2 separate regions of the Mus musculus genome follow, and region 1 is linked to region 2. The links are chromatin contacts, called in public HiChIP or PLAC-seq maps. All regions are on one chromosome and are shown on one strand. Each heading gives the region's core, a stretch centred on a gene start, on an enhancer-like site or on the middle of the called end of the contact. The rest is flanking DNA. Distances are from core to core; before and after follow the strand shown. Region 1 overlaps Cep112 (centrosomal protein 112). Region 2 holds the start of Axin2 (axin 2).

Region 1 (5,329 bases), core at 634-3,133, 150 kb after region 2:
CTAATGGGAAGACTATCTCTAGATGCTGCTGTTACTGGCAAGACACTGAGGTATGGGAAAACAAGATCAACGTTCTGTTCTAGGAACAAATCCTGGGATGCAAGACATAGGATGAATGATGGCTACTATGAAGAGGCAGGCTCCGGGTTAGAGCCTGGGCCAACTTGGCACAAGCCAGTCTCATCTGGGAAGAGGAACCTCAAGGGAGAAACTGCCTCCATCAGACTGTCTGTGGGAAAATCTGTGGGGGTACTTTCTTAAAGAGCAATTGATATGGGAAGGTGGTGCCCCCCCTGGGCAGGTGGTCTTGGATGGCCAAAAAGACCTCATGCACACATCCATGAGCTCTGTGTAATATGCCCTTTCCACTTAAGTGTTGCCTCTTCTGTGGTCCCTAAAAAGAGCAGTCCATGTGGACAGGGTTTCTTTCCTCAGAGGTGTTTGGGAGCACTGTGGTACTGAGTCAGCCCTCCATACAGATTCTCATGGTGGAAACCGGACACTGCAGATTCTAGGAGGTTATAGAATACTTTCGCAGGTGGCAACTAGGACAACATCCTTAGATACAAACAAAAATGCACAGTAGCTGCATTAATATCTCTAATAAATGCCCGCAGCATCAGGCAGATCTGTTGCTAAGCATGTTAACCACAGTCTTTTGAAAATAATTTTTTGAAAATAATTTATCCCTTTCTAGACTTCCGGTAATTCAGAATAGGACACGTGGATCTATAATATCTAAGTTTTTTTTTTTTAAATAACTTGGACTCTGAGCTTCTCAAGAATACGCATTTACTATGTATGTTTTGTTGGACATGTTAAAAGTATGCTGGACAAATGAGCACTGCGTCCCTGTAAACCAACCCCTAGTAACTAGTGATATCACAGGATTCTCAGGTTTAATTTATGGCAATGAACCGGTAAATGTTTGTGATAATATAACAAGATTAAATAACTAACTTAGATCTTTTAAAAAATTCTCAAGCAGGGTAGTTGTGTCATTATGGTATTTTTAACATGTTGTCTTTATGGGTTCCCTTCCTCATGCACCTTTCCCTAAGAAGCCCACTTAACAGGTCACCTGTGAGAAACCTTAGGAGCCAAGTCTTGCCTTACCAGGCAGAATCTAATAGAGCACTCTCTGCCTTGTGTGTCCTTATGTTCTCCTGGGAAGTGCCTACCGAAGGCTGCAGGCTAGAGACGAGTTCCTGAAAGCTAGCACGCACCATTCTCTTAGCTCATGGAAGTTCATCTGAGGAAATGTTGGGGATTGTTCAATAGGATACTGTGGAATGTTCCTATGGCCCTTCTGCACCACCAGAGCTAAGTTCTCTCTTTGAAGCCTGAGTATTGAAAGTTCCTCACTGTGAGGCCAGATGTCCAAGCAGAGATTTCATATCAAGGAGAAATATTGTAAAAAATGTTGCTTGCAGGCATAGAAAAGAGCTTTTAAAGCACCGATGCCTCTCTCCCTCAGCCACTGACTGGAGTTCACGAGAAAAGGTCGCCTGCCAGTAGGACACCAAGAAATCTGCTCTGTGTTACCAGAAGGCTTGAGGGGGAGAAGAAATATTTCATAATCCTGGGCAGCTCTCACTGTGCTAAGAGCTTATATGAATCAATTTCCAAAGAATAAAATCACAAGCCTCTTTGAGGGGGTTTAGAAGCCTCACGACATAGAAAGAAATCTCCGTCCAGCCTCAGATGACTTCCTTTAGGACCTGTTCATTATTTAATTCCTGTCTTCCCTGTGCACATGTTCTAAAGATACAGGGAAAAAAAGTGGCATTTTCTTTGTTCCCTCCTGAATTAGAATTAATGATGCTAAGAATAGAAAGGAGTTTTCCATCCCACCCAGGAAGACTTGCCTGCTAACTCAACAAGCAGGCCATCCGTGGGAGCAGAAGCCTAAGAACACTTTCCTAGAGGCCAGGCTCAGCCTTGGTGTGCAGTGCTGACCTTGCTTCTGAGAAAGGAGAAGCAGTGCCAGCCAGCGAGCATAGGGGCCATGGGCAGCTCTTATGTGCTCACCCTGAAGTCCTTCAGTTCTAGCCTCTGGCAAGTTTGTTCTTCATTCTAAAACTTGTTGAAAAACATTCTTCATTCAGTGGACAAAAACCTTTCAAGTTGTGTGGAAAATACTTTTGAACCCTTAAAACACTGCTTTGTGTATTCTAAGCCAGAGAATAAATCAGACGTTGCTGAGCCAGTGGCGGGCCTATGAAGGAGCGGAATTACAAGAACAGGAGAGGCAGGTTTCTCTGAATCCATGGCTTGGCCCACTGTACCCTTATACGCTGGAGTGACTGTGTGGCTAACTGTATTACTGCACTGTCCAAATAACAATGGCTTGTGGTTAATCAACAACTAGAAAAATATGGGTCATTTAGCTTTTTAATATTTAAGAATGTAATAGGTATTTGAAAAAATTTTAACTTTAATAATTCTAAATTATATCATATATAGTTCAAAGGCACTATAATAACATAGTGATTGCCCAAAATAAATAAATTTAAGCTTCACAACCAAAATTATTGAATAATTTCCTATTCATATTCTTCTTAAATAAATTAAAAAATGTAATTTGAAAATAAAAAGAATAAAAAGAATAAAAAGAAGTTTTGTTCATGTGGACTATTGATACATTGGAAGTTAAGACTAATAAGTATTAAAACATTTAATTGGTTTTAAAATAGCAGGAATAGACTCAGTGTGCGTGAACACACAAAGACCATTTTTAAGAGAAGGGAGCATTGCGTCCACGTCCGTGTGTGCAGGGCCAAGTCAACGACACGTGTCTTCTTTGATTTCCCTTCACTTTAGTTTTACACCTTAGGTTTAAATATTTTAAAAATTTAATGTGTAGGGGTATTTTGTCTGCATTTATGTCTATGTGCCTTATGTATACAGTTCCCAAGAAGGCCAGAAAGAGGCATCAAGTCTCTGGGACAGGATTGAAGACAGTTGTGAGCCATCATGTGAGTACATCCTTTGGAAGAGCAGCCAGTGTTCTTAACTGCTGAGTCATCTCTCCAGCCCTTACACCTTAGTTTTTGAGACAGGCTCTCTCACTGAACCTAGATCTCACTGTTTCAACTAGACTGGCTGGTCAATGAGCTTTAGAAATCTGACTACTTTCCCTCTGCACCGGTTTACAGATACCCGTGCTGTGCCTGGTCTTTTGAGGGAGCGCTCAGAGATCTGAACTCCTGTCCTCTGAACTCCTGTCCTTAGAGATCTGAACTCCTGTCCTCATGCTTGCATAGCAGGCACTTTATAAGTCATCTCTCCAAATCCTAAATTGTTTATTTCTGAGGTTAAAAAAATCGATGAGATATGTGGGTGTTTTATATTTCTACAAATCTGTTTAACAGAGGGAGCTAGACTCTTATCTATTTCTGTATTTAAACTCTTACAAAAACATTGCTCCCAATGAAACACAAAAAGAAATTCAGTCACACAGAAAGATGGTCAGAAGAGGGCAGAGGGGTGTCTCAGCAGCCCTTCCAATGATTGGGGCACTTGGCTATTATATAATACCAAACCACAGCAAGTGGTAGTTTTTGAAGCTAGCTGCAACGTGGAATCTGCAACTCTCATGCATGAACTTTGCATGTAGATTCCCTAAAACTCCTTGGTCTCTTTTGTGCATTGAATGGGTCTTTTAGTCATGAAGGGATTTGTAACATCAGGGATTGATCATCTGAAATAGATAATAGAATGAATCATGAGTCATGTGAATCTTTCAACTGGAGATGCTCCATTCTCTCCCTGCCTCTTTCTCACCCTTGCAAAGTCACTGATCTCCTCAGAAAACTTTAAGCATTGCCAAGCTGTCAAACTCACAACAGTGATACCAATTTTTCCAAAATTCTAACTTATTGTTTGAAAGGGCAAATTTTATTATTAGCAACAATATAGTCAGTTGTTATCCTTGGCTTGTCAGGCTCACTTCGTTTATTTTCTAGAATATGTCTGTCAGATAGTAGAGTGTGAATAAACACAGGTTGTCAGTGCTTTGGGAACAACAGAGTGCAGCCCCCACTTGGTGCAGACCCGCCTTTCCCTGAGACACCCGGCCTGCGTCACTAGGTGGCAGAGGCTTCATGTGCTCTCCCCATTACTATGAGGAGTAGTGCTGTGTCAAGATTTGGGGTAATAAAATGGATATTTGGCTGTTTCCTCTTTGTTGCAAATACACGTTTGTGGAAGGAAGAAATTGTTACTAGGATGGTTGACTGGGATCAGCAGTTTCATCTCCCATTGCTGCTGTGCAATAGTGAGACGCATGCACAGTGATGGGTCTGTGTTCTTACGAAAACAGTTGGACCCTGAGGAACGAAAGGATAGGGAGCAAGCTCAGAACTACAGCTTTAGATGCCGTGGCTCCTCTGCGAGGAGACCAAGTTTAAGATTCAGTCAGTAGGAAATGGAAAGCTACTGACAGATTTTAAGCTGTAAACACCATGCTCTTACTTGTGTTCCAGAACTGTCACAGAGCCATCAGTGTGAGGGACAGCGCAGTGGGCAGTGACTCCAGGAAGGAGAAATTGGACAAGGCAGGGTCAGAGAGGATGCAGTTCTGAGTAAGGGTAGGAACTAGTGAGTGTGGAAGGAGCTATGTGTCCAGATACATTTAGGGGCTGTCCTAAGGATTGATTTATGAGAGATAAGGGCAGAGAAGAATCCCGTCAAGTTTCCAGGACTCTAACCAGAGTAATTAGGTGGACAATAGTCATTTGAGTCAAATATCTGGCACAAGAGGAGGAGCTTGGAAGAGTAGCAAGAGAAGAAAAATTCTCATGTCTCTACTGAGCAAAAGAAAAAGTCTCATATGTCTACTTGAGCTGCCTATGGACCATCAGAGTGGAGATGTTAATGGTGACTAGAAATGCTGACTGAAACAGGGAGTGACAGCACATTGCTTCAATCCCAATGCTTAGAAGGCAGAGGCAGGGGCTACTCAAGACAACCCTGGTCAAATAAATTATCAGAAAAATAAATACAAAAACAAAGGTTGTAGGCTCAGGGCAGAAAAATCTAAAATTGAAAATTCCTTTCTGTGGAAGTTCACATGAAGGGCTCAGATTATTAGGGACAGCACAGATAAGAGGCCTGAGAAGGCACACATAAAACTATTACCAAGTGTTAAAGAAGGAAGAGGAGAGGGAGGCTAGAAACAGAAATGAGGGGATTGTAAGTTAGATGAGCTGGGAAGGTATTGCTATGGAAATACAGAAGCACTTAGAGACCAGCTTCCGTACATTAAAGCCACAGGTGATAGATGCTCAGAGAATGGGAATATAATTTCCCTGCCCCAGTGTTGCAG
Region 2 (5,437 bases), core at 1,602-4,101:
TCGGCTTGGTCTCTCTTAAGTCAGCAGGGGCTCATGTGAGCCTCCTCTCTGGAAAGAAAAGGAGGGGGGAGGGGGGAGAGAGAAAAGGGTATTGATCTAATCAAAACCAGATCTACCCAACATCAAAGCAAGAAAGTAAACAGGCTTTTCAACTCCTCAAATTCAAATCAAGCAACCCAGCTATCCGCGAGGTGCTCGTCTCAAGTATCCGACGCAGCTTTTTCAAAGGCGAAATCTGAGCTCCACACACACTTTTTCCGCGGGGGGGGGGGGTGGTGTTGGGGGGTGGAAGGAGGAAGGTGAGGCAGAAACAGTGACACGGGAGGTGTAAGACACAACCTTCCCCGCATTCACGGGGGCCAGGGACACGCCGGGTAGGTAGTCTAGCCGTACCCACTCCCACGACAACCAGAACACGCAAGCCAGCCGACCGGCTGCGTGCAGGTGAAACCAATTTCAGTAAACTTCCCCACTCTGCTCTGCACAGATAACTCGAGTTCTCAAAGTGCCCTTCCCCGGCATCTGGTTCCCATTCCCCCCCCCCTCCTTCTGCGCTCCCTCGTCCCACTTCTTACAGAAGATCCCCGCCTGGGGAAAAAAAAAAAAAAGCCCGCCCAGCATCGGCGGGAAGGGGGTCAGCGACTCGCGGATTCGGCATGCACCCCCCACCCCCGATGATGTTGCCTAAACTCAAGACTCCACCAAAAACGTGGCTCAGTCTACACCTCTTGTCTTCTTTGCCTCCCCAAAGCAGAAACCAGTTCACTAACTTAGAGGCTTTGATCTTCAAACTTTTAAAGAGAGAAGAGAAACCTCGAGACCCGCCGCCCCCGGCTCCCCAGTCCACCTCCTAGAGCCACGAACCCAACAAAACCGGATCAGAAGGCTTCTCACGCTACTACTGCCTGTGCCAAGAATCCCAAACTACACTGATCCCAAGCCAGTCCTTTCTCCAAAAGAAAAGAAGTCTTATCTAACCAATAAACAAGCTTCTCTCCCTAGCCAGGGAAGGATCAAACTAAGGAGGGGCGGGCCGGGGTACAGGGAGGGACGCCAGGCCAGCTGCCCGAGACCCCGGGTCTGGGTCGATGCACCCCACCCCAGTCCCGGAGCTCAGGCCGCCAGGCTGGGCACAAACCCGAAGTGGTGGGGCCGGACAGTGCCGCGCACCCGGGCGCAGAGAAGGTGGCGAGGCGCCGTTACCTGGAAGATGAAGGCCGCCAGGCTCTCATCTCCTCTGAGCCCCTCCTGTCCCGTCCCTCCCCGGCCCAACTGCAAACGAAAGCCTCCAGAGTCCCGGTATGCCGTCCACCAGGAGCGAGGCCGGAGACCCCGGAGCCCGGATGGGGGTAACTCCCTGGTGTCAAGCCTCGCAGAGGTTCCCGCAGAAAAAGGCACGGAAAGCAACCGCCTAGTCCAGAAATGGCGACGCGCGGAGTCTCGGCCTCTCCGCAAAAGGGGCGGCAAGGAGGAACGGGGGGACGGGAGCGCCCTGGGCTCTGGCCGGTTCTACCCTCAGACTGAGCCTTCACCAGCGCTCCCGGCACCTAAGCGCGGACCCGCGGATGGGAGGGGGAGACTAGTGGGGAAAGAAGTGGGAGGGGGCGGTGGAAGGGCGGGGAGGGCAAGCGGGGGGCGCCGCCACCCTTTCATCCCACCTTCCAAAAGCACTCGCATGAACACGCACACCCCAACTCATCCACACCCACGGCGACTCGACCCCCGAGGGCGAGCTGCCCGTCTCCGCCTCCGTCCCCAACGCCACTTGGAGAAGTCTCCCTGACCGGCCCCCCGCCACCCCGGACCCCGCGCAGGGGAGGGGACTCCAGCTCACCGCGCGCAGGGCCGCCCGGCCAAACCCCCCGGAGCGCTGGGCGCCGAGCCCGCCGCTTCCCCTCCGCGCGGGCCCGGAGCGCGCCCCGAAATAGCCGGCCTGCCAACTTCAAAGCGCCGCCCCGCACATCAAAGCGCGCCGGCCGCCGGACCGCCGCGGCCTCGGCACTCACCATTGATCCGCTGGCGCACTCCTTGCGGAGACCTCGCAGGCGCCGCGGGCAGAGCCCCTGCCCGGGTCCCCCGCTGGACTCGCAGAGGCTGCCCCGGGGCCCCCCCGGGCCCGCCCGGGCGTGGGGAACATGAGGAGTCTCGCGGAGGCGGAGGAGGGGGTGCACGGAAAACAACGATCCCGAGGTCTGCGCCGGGTTTTTTTTGGGGGGGGGGATCGTGCGCCCCGCTGCCCCTTTTATGCAAAAGATCCGAGTGGGCCTCCGCCCCCACCGCGGCCGCCCCCGGCCCCCGCCCGGCCGGCTTTCAACCCAGGTCCTGTTTCCAGCAGTCACTAGGCGCACCAAATGTCCTCCGGGCGCTTCCAACAAAAACTGCGCTGTGGATTTAACTGTGCACTTCAAAGGCGCGAGCCGAGCGCACGGTCCTGGAAGGGAGGTATGCGAGCCGCACCCGGGCCAGCCCAGCGCGCTCCAGCGCCCCTTTTGGGGGGCCGTGCAATCCGCACCCCTCTACTACCCCGGCCTGCTCCCGGTCGCCCCCTCCCGCGGCCCCGCGCCCCGCTGCCAACCGCCCCCGGCCGCACGGAGCTTTCTTAGAAACGGCTGCGACGGGACCGAGCCTCCGACCCCACCTTTTACAGCAAAGCTCTCCTTTGGGGAGGCGGACGCCTCGGCCTCCGGGTGGCCCCGAAATCCATCGCGAACGGCTGCTTATTTTTATTTCCCGGTTCTTGGGCTGTTACTGAGTTGCCAGGACCTTATCAAAGCGCAGCCGGCTCCAGCCGACTCCCCCGGGCCGGGCTCGGGGAGCCAGTGATCCCGCCGCGCCAATCACAGAGGCGCTCGGCCGGCCCGCGCGCCGCCCGCCTTAAAGGGACAGCGCGCGCCCGCTCTGCCCCGCCCCGGCCCGGCCCCCGTGGCACACTCAGCTCCCGCGTTAACCCTTCCTTGGCCCTCGTCTGCCCCCCGCCGGCTGCTGGCGGCCCCGGGGTGTTCTCGGCCGGAGTTCTGATTGATTTCATGTTTCAAGTTCTCCAGCCTCTGCTCATGTCTCCTCCCCCTGCCTACCTAGCGCTCTCCAGCTCTAGAATGCCAGTTTCTCTCTGGCCATTGCAAGAACTGCAATAAAGCACCCGCCCCCCCCCCGCCCCCCTCCATCAAATCAAACACGTTCCTACCTTTTTTCAAATTTCCCTGGGAATTTGGAGAGCCTTCTGGTAGGAGCTAGATCCGCTGGCCAATTCTTAGGGCGTACTCTGACTCAGAAGGCATGATGTGTGTGTATGTGTGTGTGTGTGTGTGTGTGTGTGTGTGTGTGTGTGTGTGCACTTGTGCTCCAGTATCTATTTGCACTAATATAGAAATAGTTTGTGGACAGTTGTGTTTGGATGAAGATGGGCGGTTGTGAATTTGTCTCCACAGTGGAATCAAGGTGCGCACCTCAGTTCCCCAATATTGCAACCTTACACATCAGTCAGCACCTTCCTTGCACACTCATGGACCTCTTTCCCCAACAAATCCGTGCCCACCACACTCTCCCAAAGGGCTGCCACCATCCCATATGTTACTTATTAAACAGCCGTGGAATGCCTCCCACACATACGCGGTGTTAAAGTATTAAAAATTCACCCCACTGTCACCTTCGAATTCCTTTCCACATTCTCCCCAAAATATTTATAAGGCACGGGCCTTAAAAAAATATGCCATAAGTTCAGAACACTTATTCATTCATCTGTTGTTGTAGAGCATTTCCCCGTGGATGAGCTGATAAACTTGCGGGGGGGGGGGGGGGGGGGGAATGGAAGTGAGTAGGTAGCCTGATAGAGTTCTTACTTCACAAACGCTCAGTTCCGCCCCAACCCCTGCACCACATAAGCCAGAGTTGGTGACACATGGCTGCCACCCCAAGGTAGAGCCAATCAATAGAATGAGAATTCCAAGACCAACTTAGTAAAATGGAAGCCAGCCTGGGCTACCTAAGGCTCAATCTCTCAGAGACAAAGCAGTAACACAACAGCAGCAACAAAATATCAACAGCGGAGCCCAGGGCAAAGTAATCCAAAGAGAGGAAAGCCGAGAGAAGCAAGGGCCTGGCCTTCTGAAGGGAGGGCGAACATTCCGCTTTGGAGACTTTGAAACAGGTAAGAAACATGGCTGTCCAAAGAGGGAAAAGTGTCCCCCATGTTCTACTGGAGAAAGAACCCGGGCTGCAGCAAAGGGCCAGAGAGCTCACACACCTTAGGCCTCAAATTCCACAGCCTAGAAAGGAGGCCCGGTGGGTCTCATCCTCCTGCTCTTCCTCCATGGTCAATGTACCTGGGTTTCCTTGCAACCAGAGCTGACCTCTCTAAAGCCAGCAGTCCCGGCTGTGAAATGTGGTCCTTCCGGGGAAGACCAGAGGAAGCGTGTTCCCATAATGCATCTGTATCTTGAGACAACTACCAGGTGTGAGGATACTGGGTGGCTCTCCATTCTCTCTGCCTTCCAGCTCTGACATGGTATATGGAATCCTAGACCAAAGGCATACCCGCCCACCTCCTCCATCAACCCCAGCAAAACTGTTTCCTGAGGGTCCTTGGGCCACAGAGGTATTGTCACAGAAACAGAAGTGTAGAGAGAGGCATGAACTGCCATAGAAGCAAGTACAGTGCAAAAACCCAAGGGTGTACACATATGTACCCCACCCCACCCCTGATTCTTCTCTCTCTCTCTCTCTCTCTCTCTCTCTCTCTCTCTCTCTCTCTCTCTCTCTCTCTCTCGGGGAGGGGACATAGAATCATCAAACCATCCCAAATCAAAATAAACAAGGTTCAGAAAAGAGGAGGCTTTCAGAAAGGAATTGGAACCTGGGTCTTCATGGGTGGTTTCCTCCCTTGAGTTGTCCCCACTGACCCCCCACTGCCCCTGAGCCACCCACAGTCATCACAGGCTGCCTTTAAACCGGAGAGCTTGGCTGCTCCTTCATTACCCCAGGGCTGGGGCAGTGGAGGAAGTGCAGCCCGGGGAGTCCCTTGTGGTTGGGATCTTCTCCACAACAGCCCCTCTGGGAGCTGGGCTTCCAGAGCAGGTGTTAGGGTCACCTCAGGCCAACAACTCCCTCTACTGTCTCTAGCATCTCACCCAACTTCATGTATACAGGAACATTTTGCATCTAGCCAAAGAGGCTGGGTGAGCCCTGAGAGGCTGGAAGCCCTCTCTGGCGCCCGGGTCTTTAACTCACTTGTTGCTAATGTTATTAGAGGAACATCCAAAGGCCGTCGATCATTCGCAACCCCTTTCTCAAGATAGCAGCTTGCCATTTTCCTCTTCTCCCTGGCAGCAGCATTATCATGTGACTTGTTGTAATCCTGCATGGTTGCCTAGAAACTGGAAAGCAAGGGGATGGATTTCTGCACATGCTCACTCAGTGCCCCCCCCCAACCCCCCTTTAA

Evidence for each region. HiChIP or PLAC-seq counts read pairs in DNA pulled down with a chosen protein or histone mark.
Region 1: an H3K4me3 HiChIP or PLAC-seq map of forebrain shows a contact between it and region 2, with 2.1 times the contacts expected there. The contact joins the enhancer-like site here to the promoter of Axin2 in region 2. A contact is called at or near these places in 3 of 484 Hi-C or Micro-C datasets (cortical neurons, uterus and ventricular fibroblasts) and 7 of 115 datasets of contacts at active chromatin or transcription factors (astrocytes, craniofacial prominence, embryonic limb bud and 4 more).

Annotation. Positions count from the first base shown.
Region 1 is chr11:108,771,130-108,776,458 of GRCm38.p6, reverse strand. All of the region lies in intron 23 of Cep112 (centrosomal protein 112), which reads right to left. Among named protein-coding and RNA genes, the nearest start is that of Cep112it, 44 kb to the left of the region's middle. Within about 2 kb of position 1,883, at least 10 of the 459 cell types and tissues checked have an H3K27ac peak or open chromatin away from gene starts, as enhancers often do. A contact at or near this core is called in forebrain, where this site is marked.
Region 2 is chr11:108,917,763-108,923,199 of GRCm38.p6, reverse strand. Axin2 (axin 2) reads right to left here and starts at 2,851. Exons shown (of 11, transcript NM_015732.4): 1 at 2,639-2,851; 2 at 1-48.